3 separate regions of the Sus scrofa genome follow, and all the other regions are linked to region 1. Evidence: chromatin contacts called from public HiChIP or PLAC-seq data. All regions are on one chromosome and are shown on one strand. The core of a region is the stretch at or near the end of the contact, and the rest is flanking DNA. Distances in the headings are between cores, read along the strand shown. Region 1 overlaps ARHGAP35 (rho GTPase-activating protein 35). Region 2 overlaps ARHGAP35 (rho GTPase-activating protein 35). Region 3 holds the start of ARHGAP35 (rho GTPase-activating protein 35).

Evidence for each region. HiChIP or PLAC-seq counts read pairs in DNA pulled down with a chosen protein or histone mark.
Region 2: a contact with region 1 is called in an H3K27ac HiChIP or PLAC-seq map of alveolar macrophages. The contact joins two enhancer-like sites. A contact is called at or near these places in 4 of 47 Hi-C or Micro-C datasets (embryonic fibroblasts, fibroblasts and liver) and 2 of 2 datasets of contacts at active chromatin or transcription factors (alveolar macrophages and skeletal muscle).
Region 3: a contact with region 1 is called in an H3K27ac HiChIP or PLAC-seq map of alveolar macrophages. The contact joins the promoter of ARHGAP35 here to the enhancer-like site in region 1. A contact is called at or near these places in 4 of 5 promoter capture datasets (fetal liver, fetal skeletal muscle, liver and 1 more), 20 of 47 Hi-C or Micro-C datasets (adipose tissue, alveolar macrophages, blood and 11 more) and 2 of 2 datasets of contacts at active chromatin or transcription factors (alveolar macrophages and skeletal muscle).

Annotation. Positions count from the first base shown.
Region 1 is chr6:52,813,033-52,816,860 of Sscrofa11.1, reverse strand. All of the region lies in intron 3 of ARHGAP35 (rho GTPase-activating protein 35), which reads right to left. Among named protein-coding and RNA genes, the nearest start is that of NPAS1, 43 kb to the left of the region's middle. Within about 2 kb of position 1,805, at least 40 of the 83 cell types and tissues checked have an H3K27ac peak or open chromatin away from gene starts, as enhancers often do. A contact at or near this core is called in adipose tissue, alveolar macrophages, embryonic fibroblasts and 6 more, where this site is marked.
Region 2 is chr6:52,744,183-52,748,322 of Sscrofa11.1, reverse strand. All of the region lies in intron 1 of ARHGAP35 (rho GTPase-activating protein 35), which reads right to left. Among named protein-coding and RNA genes, the nearest start is that of ARHGAP35, 35 kb to the right of the region's middle. Within about 2 kb of position 2,027, at least 3 of the 83 cell types and tissues checked have an H3K27ac peak or open chromatin away from gene starts, as enhancers often do. A contact at or near this core is called in alveolar macrophages, where this site is marked.
Region 3 is chr6:52,709,401-52,713,359 of Sscrofa11.1, reverse strand. ARHGAP35 (rho GTPase-activating protein 35) reads right to left here and starts at 1,897. Exons shown (of 7, transcript XM_021094622.1): 1 at 1,147-1,897.

The DNA.
Region 1 (3,828 bases), core at 556-3,055:
TCACAGGCAGATTCCTTTCAAGCATTAATGAGGGCAGAGGTTAACTTCTTTCAGGTTCCTGATTTCCAATGAACCATGAAAGGTTCAAAGATGTCACCAACCACAGCCCAGTGTCCTTCCTCTCCTGGCCTCACTAAGAAAGAATACAGGTTAAGAAGCCTCTACTGCTCTGGCAGAAAACTTGACTGCGGTTCCCACCAGCCCACAATCCCTGCACTCTGCATCTAGGATAAAACGGAGAACTGTCCACATGTGGCCTGGGGACCAGGATGTGGAAGTTCCCAGGTCAGGGATCGAACTCGTGTCGCAGTTGTGACCTGTGCCACAGCTGTGGCAACACTGCATTCCTTAATCTGCTGGGCCACAAGGGAACTTCCTGTTCCTTCTATATTTTTTGCTTTCTCAGGTCTCCACTGACCCCCAGAGATCTAAATTAAGTCTGTTATGACAATAAAAACTGCTTGCATTTACACAATGCTCCTACTGTGGGCCTGGTGCAATGATAAGCATTTTACACGCACTGTCTCAGCGGCCCTCACGACAGCCCTAGGAGCTGTACACTAACTTTACGACTATCCCGTAGGGACTTCAGAGCCTGTGCTTAACCACTGCATTCCACCACCTCCACACTTTCCCCAGATAGCACTGGGCAGAACCTGAAAGTCGCTTGTACAGCTGTGTGATTAGTTGCTGAATGTCGGTCCCCCTAGTAGAGAACAGGCATGTTCTCTTTTCTTTCTTTCTTTTTTTGGTCTTTTTAGGGCTGCACCTGTGGCACATGGAGGTTCCCAGGCTAGGGGTCAAATCAGAGCTACAGCTGCTCCACCACAGCCACAGCAACGCGGGATCTGAGCTGTGTCTGCGACCCACACCACCACCCACAGCAATGCCAGATCCCCAACCCACTGAGCAGGGCTAGGGATCAAACCAGGGTCCTGGAGTTTCCGTCATGGTGCAGTGGTTAACGAATCCGACTTGGAACCATGAGGTTGCGGGTTCGATCCCTGCCCTTGCTCAGTGGGTTGAGGATCCGGCGTTGCCATGAGCTGTGGTGTGGGTCACAGACATGGCTTGGATCCTGCGTTGCTGTGGCTCTGGTGTAGGCTGACAGCTACAGCTCCGATTAGACCCCTAGCCTGGAAACCTCCATATGCCGTGGGAGCAGCCCAAGAAATGGCAAAAAAACAAACAAACAAACAAAAAAAAACCAAAAAAAACCCCCAGGGTCCTCATGGATACTAGTCAGATTCGTTTCTGCTGAGCCATGATGGGAACTCCCCTACCTTCTTATATGGACTGGTTTTCCTGCCTCTGCTACTCCCTAGAGAAGTTACAGGGACTCAGTGACTTCAAGATCTCACCAGGGTAATAAGTCATCTGCTGTTCTATGTACCATCTCCCGATCTGGGCCGCTCACTTTATGGAGCCTTGGCTGGGATCCCCCACAAGAGGGCTGCACCCTTTCCCAGAAGCTGGGCAGAACCCACCCCCCACACCACATAAGAGGGAGCAAGAAAGCAAGGGTGAGGGCCCTCCGTCGAGAGTAGGGGCTGCTCTTAGAGGAGAGCCTGCCCCACTGCCCAGTGGGGCAGACACAGTGCCCTCCTCTCTGCGCTGGCTAAGTCAGAGCTCTCTGCAAGGAGAGGAAAAGCGCAACTGGAACCACTGGGCAAGGCAGGCCTGTTGGAAATGTTTCAGGATTTCAGCTTCCACCCAGACATTTTCTGTCTTGGATGGAAGGGCAGGATTACTCTGTGAAATAGGCTTTACTTCTCTTTGGCTGCTGGGTTCTCCAGGCAGCTTGCCAGGGCATGCTGTTCTGATCAGGGCACTGGGTCCTGAGGAAATCCGCTAGCAATGCCGAGTCACAAGCCACATGAACTCTGCTTGTCTGGAAGAGGCAAAAGTGGAGCTGCCTGCCTGCTTTTATGGCAAGAAGGCATTTTTGGAATGTAAGTGACTTGTTTATAAGCAAGCAGAAACCAGGAGGGTGGCAAGAAATGGCACATGGGAGGTAGTCAAAAAAAAGTGGAGAAAGCTTTGTTTGAAAACGATTTGGGTAATGAGAAAGCAAATGGCTAACAAACCTAGAATTAAAGGGGGAGGGAGAGATTAAGTAACACAGAACCCCCATAAAAATCACAGCATATGAAATGAAACCACATACCTCATATTTTAGCACTTTATCATTACTTCAAAGCTATATAAATACAGCAATTACTCACATAAAGCCTGTTGGTGTATTCAAGCTGTAACTGCACCTTTATATTAAATTGTTACAGTGATAGATGGGAGTATCTATACTGAAATTAGCTGCCTTCTCTGAAAGACAGAATTACAGAGATCTAGGCTGACTGCAGGGAAATAACTGACTAGATTTAACTGCTCCAGTCCCACCAATTCTCTTTCAGGACAGCTCTAGAAAGTGGTTATGATAAATGTGGACAGAAAATGGAGCCTTTTTAAGGCATCAGTTACCCAAGTGGGAAGAAACTTGGTAAAATTCTAAATCTGTTTAATCTGATGCTATAAAGCTCACAGCTTCACCAGCCCCAAACACAGAAGAAAGGGCTGGAACAAGGGTCCTTTCCATTCTGATGGCTGTGAATAGCCTCTGCCTGGGACTCTGGGATTTGTTTCCTCTCTTCTAAAAAGGGATTAGTGCTACTCTGAGGTTAACACTGTCCTCTAAGTCACGGGAGAGTCGACGAAGTGTGTACGGTGCTCTAGGAAGAAAGAGCTCTGCACGAGAGTCCTCACACTGATGACAAACATCCTGGCCCACGTCTGGGCTCTTCCTGATATTCCTTTCCAGCCTCAAAGGACGGTGGCCTCTTTAGCCTTAGGTGTTCACAGAGGGGCAGAGGAAGCCCACTGGCAAGGTCTTAAACATAGGAACTCTGTGAGGAGGGCAGGGGCAGTGTGATATAATAGGAAATATATATTTGATCGTTGTCCCCAGTTCCTGGTACAGAGCTCCTAAAACCCTTGGAATTTCCTGAGTGGCAGGAGTGTCTTTTGTTATCCACAGCTAGCCCCTTCCAAAGATACCAGTTTATGATAGTAAGGTAACTCTTGGGGGCCCCTAGATAGCTTCAGGGTGGAGGCTAGTCACCACAAAGAGCAAGCCTTGAATAGAGTCAGAGCTTTCAGCCCCACACCCCCACCTCCAGGAAGGGTAGAGATGCTAGAGTGAATTCAGTTGCTAACGGTCAATGATTTAATCCATCGTGGCTACGTGACTAAACCTCTATAAAACCCCTAAACAATCCCTAAACCTCTGGAGAGCTTTCAGGTTGGTGAACACACTGAGGTGCTGGGAGGAAGAATGGAAACTCCCAGAGAGAGCATGGAAGCTCTGAATCCCTTACCCACATTTTGCCCTAAGCTCTCTTCCATCTGGCTGTTCCAGAGCTGTGTCCTTTACAATAAACTGTAATAGCGAGCATAGCTGAACCCTAAACAACGTAGGGGTTAGGGTGCTGAACCCTAACAAAGTTGAAGACCCGCCTATACCTTATAGTGGACTCTCCTTATCTGTGATCCCTCCACATCTGTGGTCCTGCATCTGCACATTCAACTAACCACCGATCGGGTAGTACTAGAGTATTTACTATTGAAAAAAATCCACGTATAAATGGACCCACGCAGTCCTCTGTTGTTCAAGAGTCACATATATAGCATTTTCCTGAGTTCTGTGAGTCATTCTTAGCAAATGACTGAAGCTAGGGGGAGACTGTGGGAACCCCCTGACTTTGCGGCCAAGCCAGAGTGTGGGTAGCCTAGGGACCTGCAACTGGCACGTGCAAGTAAGACGACCCTGTGAGA
Region 2 (4,140 bases), core at 778-3,277, 69 kb after region 1:
CAAAGGGAGCAAAATCCTTGTTACCATAATTTTTCTTAATTCCAATAGGAGTAAGGAATGGAAATATGCACTGTAACTAACAGAAAGCAGAGCATTTTCTAAATGTCCTTAATACCTCATACTTTTCAACACATTAAATTTCTGCATGGATTTTCAAAGCTATGAATTACCATCAAGAGTTGGTTAAAATGTTTGCATTAAGTAGATACATGCTAAGACTCACTGCTCCACAGAGGGGAGAGGAAAAACAAAAAAAGGGGAGAGGGAATCTACAGGAAGCATTTTCCCTGTAAACAAGAGAAATTCCTTAAGGAGAATTTTTCAGAAGAATTAAAATTTTCCAAACAGGCCAGGAAAGATGGCATATAAAAAAGCTCTAGTAAGAAGAGACTACTACTCTCTGATCTAGTGAATCACTGAATTTAAATAATCTTTAAAAACCCAATGTTTTCATTTTCATGTTAAATGTTAAAGTAGATTTTCTTAAGGTTTTTGTTGGTTTTTCCCTTTACAAAAAGAAATTAAATAATCATTGGAAATGGAGTCCAAGGTCCTCATTTATCCAATCCATTCACCTGTGAAATCCAGATAAATTTACAGAACCTTAAAGTTAGTGATGCGCACAATGTGTCAGAGTATTTAGCTATAAATAGGAATTACCATCTTTATGATACAGGGGGAGTCTTCATTTCCTCTGTGTGATTTGTTGAAACATGAAGAAATGCCCTTTTTCTTTTTCTGCTCATCTCTTTACCACGAGAAGTATCTTTTGAAATGACTACAACAAACTCAACAAGCACAACACGGCCTCTAACAATAAATAAAAGGAAAGGTAAACACTTCGATAGCCCCAGTTACAGAACAGCTAAATTGTCCTTCCTTCATAATATTTTGGAGAAGTTAACCATTTTTGCATTTCCCTTGTCTCTAATCCTTAGAATTGAGAACTGAGATGTCCACAACCAAATCAAACACATATTTACCTCTGAGATGTGATAAAAGAAAGAAAAAATGGAGCACTTTCCTTGCTGGTGTGAATCTAATAATTTGAGATACAATTTTTTCTTTTCGTTTTATGGCCACACCTGCGGCATATACAAGTTCCCAGGCTAGAGACTGAATTCAAGCCAGAGCTGCAACCTATGCAGAAACTGTGGCAACGCCAGATCTTTTTACCTGCTGTGCTGGGCTGAGATAGAACCCACACTTCCTGGGCTGCTGCAGTCTGATTCTTAACCCACTGTGCTACACTGAGAATGCTGAGATACAGTATTTTTAATTAAAAAGCAACTAGACCACACTCAATAAATGGCATAGACCATTTCTTGGGATCCAGAGAAAGGAAGAGATCATTCAGACCTGGGGTAGGGTAGGAACAGTGTCAGAGCAGATGTAATTAAGTTTAAATTAGTACATAAAACTGGCAGGGCTTGACGAGATGGCCCAGGAACTCTAAAGACATGAAAAGGTATGACTGGTGGCGACCAAAATGAAAAGGCACCAGATATGTTTTGGGACAGACTGACTGGCACAGAATTTTCATGCATGAGCAGCATAAGACAAGAAGGGCATCAGGGCTCAGACCATGAACAGACTGAACTTTTACCTGTGAGAATCTAATATGGAAATACTCTTTTATTCCACCAGTGTTATTTATGGTGGGTAACACTGCTACCTTAACTCCCTACCCAACAAATTCACACAGTCTAAGAGCTGATTATCTTACATGAAAGAAAACACCATTTGAATACGGCAATTGTGTTTTTACCGTTCAGTCCAATACAGACTAAAATAATATGGAGGGGAAGGGGCAGAAAGCGATGGATTTACGAAGGAAGCAAATAGCAAGTATTTGCCCAGAATAGTACTGGGAGTTGCTCCCACTAACAGGGGCCACACCCACCCACCCCTGTTTAGTATATGAGGGAGGATTTCCTCACAGTCACAGAATCTCACTCATCCAAGGCTCTGGGTACAGGAAATCTTTGAAATGGGTCATCAGGATCTTTGGAAAGACTGATTTAAGTGTTTAGCCATCTGGTTTTGAAACATGTAATCTCATACAACAGATGCGCTATTCTTGGACACTGGCTATGTGTGTGCATTCAGCTCTTACTATACCCTATGCAAACTCAATGGACAGCACTTTCCAGAGAGTCTAATGATGAAAACACAAAGGGAGCAAAAACAGTTTTCAAGGACTGATAACTCAGATGTCTGTTTTGAAAATAATCTGGCCTAAAGTTAATTTTTTTAAAGAACAGCTACGGAAGATTCTCTGACATTACATTTATAATTTTTACAAATGTCCCTTAATTCTCCTCCTGATCCCTCAGCCCCACCCCCTGGTAAAGGTACCTCTGAATTTCCAGGGTAGGAAAACACAGTCCCAGCCAGCACACACAGAATAAAGCAAATAGCCCATACTTCACCCTGACGCAGTTCTCAGGCAGAATTCTACAAGCCAGTCCCAACGAAACAAAATTCCAAAGCCAAGTTATTCACAGGATGAAATCAAATTTCCCTGATGAATGAAGGGAGTTGCTTTCAGCAAAAGCACTTCCTTAAATGTTATCCTCTGTAGCGCTCAGGTGCTCCTGAGTTCTGATCAGCCTCTCGGATCAAAGCAACCACAAAGAAAGATAAAACCAAAGGCTGAGAAATCTTTCTTCACTGATGCAGGACAGTTTCTCTGAGTTACCTATATTAAGAACACCACCACCACCACCACAGGATTTCTGAGAACCTCCAAAATATTCCACACCAAAGGAAATCCAACACCAAGGCCAGCTGGAAACTAAAGTTACTCGAATACACCTCCTTGGTATCACAGCCTATCTACCGTTAAAATACAGTGAGATGAGATTCCTACCAAACCCAAAATACAAAAACACAGCTAAGTTTTGCCTTTGAATTTCCTGGTATTCAGGCCAAGTCTACATTTATTTTTATTTTTTTACTTTTTTGCTTTTTAGGGCCACACCTGAGGCATATGGAGGTTCCCACACTAGGGGCTGAACTGGAGCTGCAGCTGCTGGCCTATGCCACAGCCACAGCCATGTAGGATCCAAGCAGCATCCACGACCTACATCATAGTTCACTGCAATGCTCCATCCTTAACCCACTGAGCAGGGCCAAGGATGGAACCTCGTGGTTCCTAGTCGAGTTTGTTTCTGCTGTGCCACAACAGGAACTCCCCTATATTTATTTTTGAAATGGTAAAGAAAACCCATAAAATTATTTCAGCAATTGCTTCTGAGCACTTTGATCTATTCGATTTTTTTTTTAACTCAGTAGGAAAAAAAGTTCTTTTTGAAAGAACATTCTCCAAAAAAAAAAATTTCTCTGAATATACAGAAGTGGGGGCACTCTCCAGCCAAATGTGTCTTATAGAGAAAGAAACCGGCATTTCTGTCAATGAGAAAAATGGGCTGGCTTATTTTCAAGTCCAACAGTAAGCCTCACTATTCTATTCCCTTGGTGGCGGTCTAAGATGACATGGAGATTTCAGCCCATTATTTCTAAGTATTTCTCACTACTCAGTTGCATTATTCTACAAATTGCCAGTGCTAAAACAGACTACTTCAAGTAATAAAAGTTATGCCACATGTATAAACCTTTTTAAAAGAATGGATGGTTTTATTTAAAGTTAAAATTCATGGGGGAAAAATGTAATTGTAATGTATACATGTAAGGATAACCTGACCCCCTTGCTGTACAGTGGGAAAATAAAAAAAAAATTATAAAAAAAAAAAATTTCACCTGTACTGAAGATAAGAACAATGGTCAATCACACAGAAACAAAACAGAACAACTTCTAAATTCAGCAAATTTAAATGGGCAACAATTTGAATTCATAGACTAAAGAACTTATTTAGGAGTCACACTAGCAGAATCAATACTTTTTTGTATTTCTCCTTTTCATTTTCTAGACTCCACATTTACTTACATACTTGCCTTGTTTCAAATCAAAGTTAAAAGCAGAGCTCTGAGAGAGATGAAAAATAAACAATCACACTACAGAACATGGGAAGGAGAGGAGCCTGGTGTCAGCACGAAATTACACCCTAGGCTCAATTAATCATTTTTGAAAATCTGCTAAATTGAAGTGTTTATCTCTATCTTCTAGAGGTGATGGAT
Region 3 (3,959 bases), core at 648-3,147, 100 kb after region 1:
CAGGTCTTAAGCAGAGAATTGAAGGGGAAACAGGTCAAAGGAAAAGGGGGCAACTGAATGGAACAGCTCAAAAGAGGGCCAATAAGGAGGTGAGATGGAGAGGCAACAGGCAAGGACAACACCGGGGCAGAAAGGACTGCAGGGCGTGAGGCTGCAGAGAGGCTGAGTTAGGGAGAAAGGTCAGAGAAGTGAATTGCAGAAATGAGAGCTGCAGGGTCAGAGAAGGGGGAGGAGGCTGCTTCACGGAAGGCAAAGTCAGAAAGCAAGCAGGCTGGAGGGCACAGCAAGATCTGAGACTGAACGAGGGGCAGAGAGGGGAGGCAGCAAAGTCTGGAAGAGAGGAAAGGATGTGAATGACACATTTTGACTAAGGGAGGAGGCAGGCAAGGTGCATCTGAGAGGCAGGGGTCAGAGAGCCCAAAGGGGTATCCGGGGGGGAGGTGTGGGACAGATTTTGCGAGGAGACAGTAGGGCCCAAGAGGGAGATGGAATTAAGTCCAAAGAGAAGACCTGGGGCAGCAGTGCCGAGACAAACGGGGTCCCAGATGGATCTCCAAGGAGGTGGAACCGCAGTTCCTAGAGGGACAGCTCCAGGGGGTGCAAGAGAGGGTAACAGCAGACCGGTCAAAGAAGGGGGCAGGGGCAGGGTGCTGAGAGCGGAACGGGAGAAGGCAGAAGGGTCACGAACCAGAATGTGAAGGTCCAGAATTAAGGGATGCGGAAGGGTCACGGAGGAGGTGGGTCCCATGAGCACTGCAGAGTCCGGGAGGGGCGAGGGGCATTACTGAGGGAAGGAAGAGGGAAAGGGGAGGCGCAGAATTGCGAGCGGAGTGGCTGCAGTGGCCGAGGGAAGGGGGAGGCCGAGGCAGACACAGAGATCCCAATGGGTCGGAGGGTGGGGGCAGACGCGGCGACAGCAGGGCTGAGGCGGGCAGGGGCAAGTCCGAAGGGCAGGCGGGCCCCGGCGGGCCGGGCCACAGCGCGAAGCGGCGGGGCCCGGGGGGCTGGGGGGCCGCTCCCTCCCCTCCCCCTCCGGCTCCTCCATTGTTCGCGGGCTCCGGGCCCCGCGGTCCCCGCCTTCCCCTGGACCCCACAACGGGGCGGCGCCCGGCCTCGCCACCGGGGCCCACGAGCTCGCGCACTCACCAGCTGGACGTCCTCAGCGCGGCCCCGGCCTCCGGATTCCCGGGAGCGGCGACGGCGGCCCCGGCGCCATGTTCTGTTGCTCCTCGTCCAGCGGCGGCTGAAGCGGCGGCGGCGGCGGCGGCGGCGGCAGCTCCGGCGGCGGGGGGCCGGGCGGACCCTCCCTCGCGGGCTCCCTCCTCCGCCTCCTCCACCTCCTCCTCCCGCCGCTCCGCTGCTCTCCCTCGGGGCGGGGGGCGGGGAGGGGAAGGGGGGAGGGGCGGGAACCAGGGGGAGGGCGGACCAGCCTCGCTTGCTCGCTCCCTCCCTCCCTCGCAATGGCGGCAGCGGCACCTCCTTCCTGCGGCCCCAGCTCCCGCGCGCGTGCCCCCTCGCTACTGCGCGTGCGTGGTGCGGGGACCTCTGCAGGGGGATAACGGCCCCTGAGCGCGCGCCGCGAGGGAATAACCCGCGCTGGGTGGGGGAGAAGTGAAAGCCCGTACGCGCCCGAGGGGCTCACTGCTACCGCAGCGGCCGGGTCCAGGGAACGGGCGCACAGGGCGCAGTGCGCGTGCGCCCCAAGAAAATGCCGCTACTGCGGTGGCTGCGGCGCGAGGCAGCGCGAGGCAGAAGGAACGGGGTGGGCAACTGCGCGTGCGCGATAAGGGATGCCAGCCGCAGCGTCTACTCGCGCTGAGGCGAAGGGAGTGGTCCGCGGGGGGCGCGCGCACCGTTGCGCGCGCCAGAAGCAGCCGATGCCCTCCTCACGCGGCCTCTTGGAGAAAACGGGAGAGAGGCATGGCCCGGCTTTGGGGGCGGGGGCGAAGGGCGCGATCCCGCTCGCGCGGGACCTGAGCAGCCAATGAGAGGCAAAGGGAGGTGGGCTTGCCGCGCGAGCGCAGCCCCCGGGATAACGGAGGAGGAAAGAGGGAGCGACGTAACGTGGGGCGGTGGGACGGAGCTGAGGAGGAGGGAGCGCACCCAGTGAGGGAATTGATTGGGGAACAGGAGGAGGCGTGGCCCGCCTTAGCCCAATCCGAACCTTGCATTTCGTCGTTCCGGAAGAGAGGGCGGTGCTGAGGAGCGCGTGCTATTTTCCCAAGCAGTGAGGAAAATCTGCAGGTTATGTGCGAGTTATTAAGACTTGCTGTGGGTTCTGTGAAGCCCTGATTTCCTGGAGAGGGGCGAGGGCCTGGTCCTCCAGGTCAGCATTGTGCAAATGACTGCAAGTCAAATGTCAGTTCGGGCGCCCGGAGGGGAAATATTAGTGATGGGAAGGGGCACTGCTATAACCCCAGAGTTCTTGTGAACTGAAGAGGGGTTCCTCTGGGATCCCTCCGGAAGTACGGATCGTGGAAGTTGAGCGTTCTGGGAGCTCAGTCAATATTTAAGGAATGCATGAAGAAACGCTATGCTTCTTACTGCATTTTTCGTTTCTTAGTCTCTTCATGTAAAAAGTGGAATGATAATCTTATCTCTTTAGTAAGGTTTGTTGTGAGAATTTAAGGAGTTCTATGTGTAAAGCACAGAAAATCATGGCTTGTTCTAAAAACGTTGATGGAGTTTCTGTCGTGGCACAGCGGAAACGAATCCGACTAGGAACCATGAGGTTGAGTGTTTGATCCCTGGCCTCGCTCAGTGGGTTAAGGATCCGGCGTTGCCGTGAGCTGTGCTATAGGTCACAGACATGGCTGAGATCTGGCGTTGCTGTGGCTGTGGCGTAGGCCAGCAGCAGTAGCTCCCATTAGACCCCTATCTAGCCTGGGAACCTCCATATGCCGTGGGTGTGGCCCTAAAAAGACAAAAAGACAAAAAATAAAAATAAAAAAATTTAAAAAGTTGATAAATAAAAACCTTTGTCCTCACGGATGCTAGTCGTTGTTTTTTGTTTTCGTTGTTTTTTGTCTTTTTGCCATTTCTTGGGCCCCGCCCGCGGCATATGGAGGTTCCCAGGCTAGGGGTCGAATCAGAGCTGCAGCCCCCGGCCTACGCCAGAGCCACAGCAACGCAGGATCCGAGCCCCGTCTGCAACCTACACCACAGCTCACAGCAACGCCGGATCCTTAACCCACTGAGCAAGGCCAGGGATTGAATCCGCCACCTCATGGTTCCTAGTTGGATTCATTAACCACTGCACCACGATGGGAACTCCATTTTTTTGAGGTTACATCTCACTGCCCTTTTTCTTTAGTTGAAGTGTACTTGATTTATAGTGTTGCGTTAGATGTACCCAAGTTTTAAAGCAGCCCAGGGAGTTCCCTTTGTGGCTCAGCGAGAACGAACCTGGCTAGTATCCTTGAGGATGCAAATTCAATCCCTGACCCCACACAGTGGGTTAAGGATCTGGCATTGCCTGTGAGCTGAGCTGTAGGTTGCAGATGAATTTTGGATCCCATGTTGCTGTGCCTGTGGCAAAGGCCAGCAGCTGTAGTCCTGATTGGATCCCTAGCCTGGGAACTTCCATATGCATAGGTGTGACCATAAGAAGAAAAAAAATTTAAAGCATCCCATTAAATAAAGGTTTTCTGATTACCGATAAGGGTCAGTTCCTTTGACTTTTTTTTTTTTACACTTTTAATGCATGAAGTTTGATTTTTATATATTAAGGTTTGTTTTTAGCACTATGGCCTAAACAAATCCAGTACATGGGCCAAATTTTCTTTTTCTTTTCCTTTTTTTTTTTTTTTGCTTTTTATGGAGGTTCCCAGGCTAGGGGTTGAGTTGGAGCTGCAGCTACTGGTCTACACCACAGTCACAGCAACGCAGGATCTGAGCCTCATCTGTTGACCTACACCACAGCTCAGGGCAATGTTGGATCCTTAACCCACTGAGCAAGG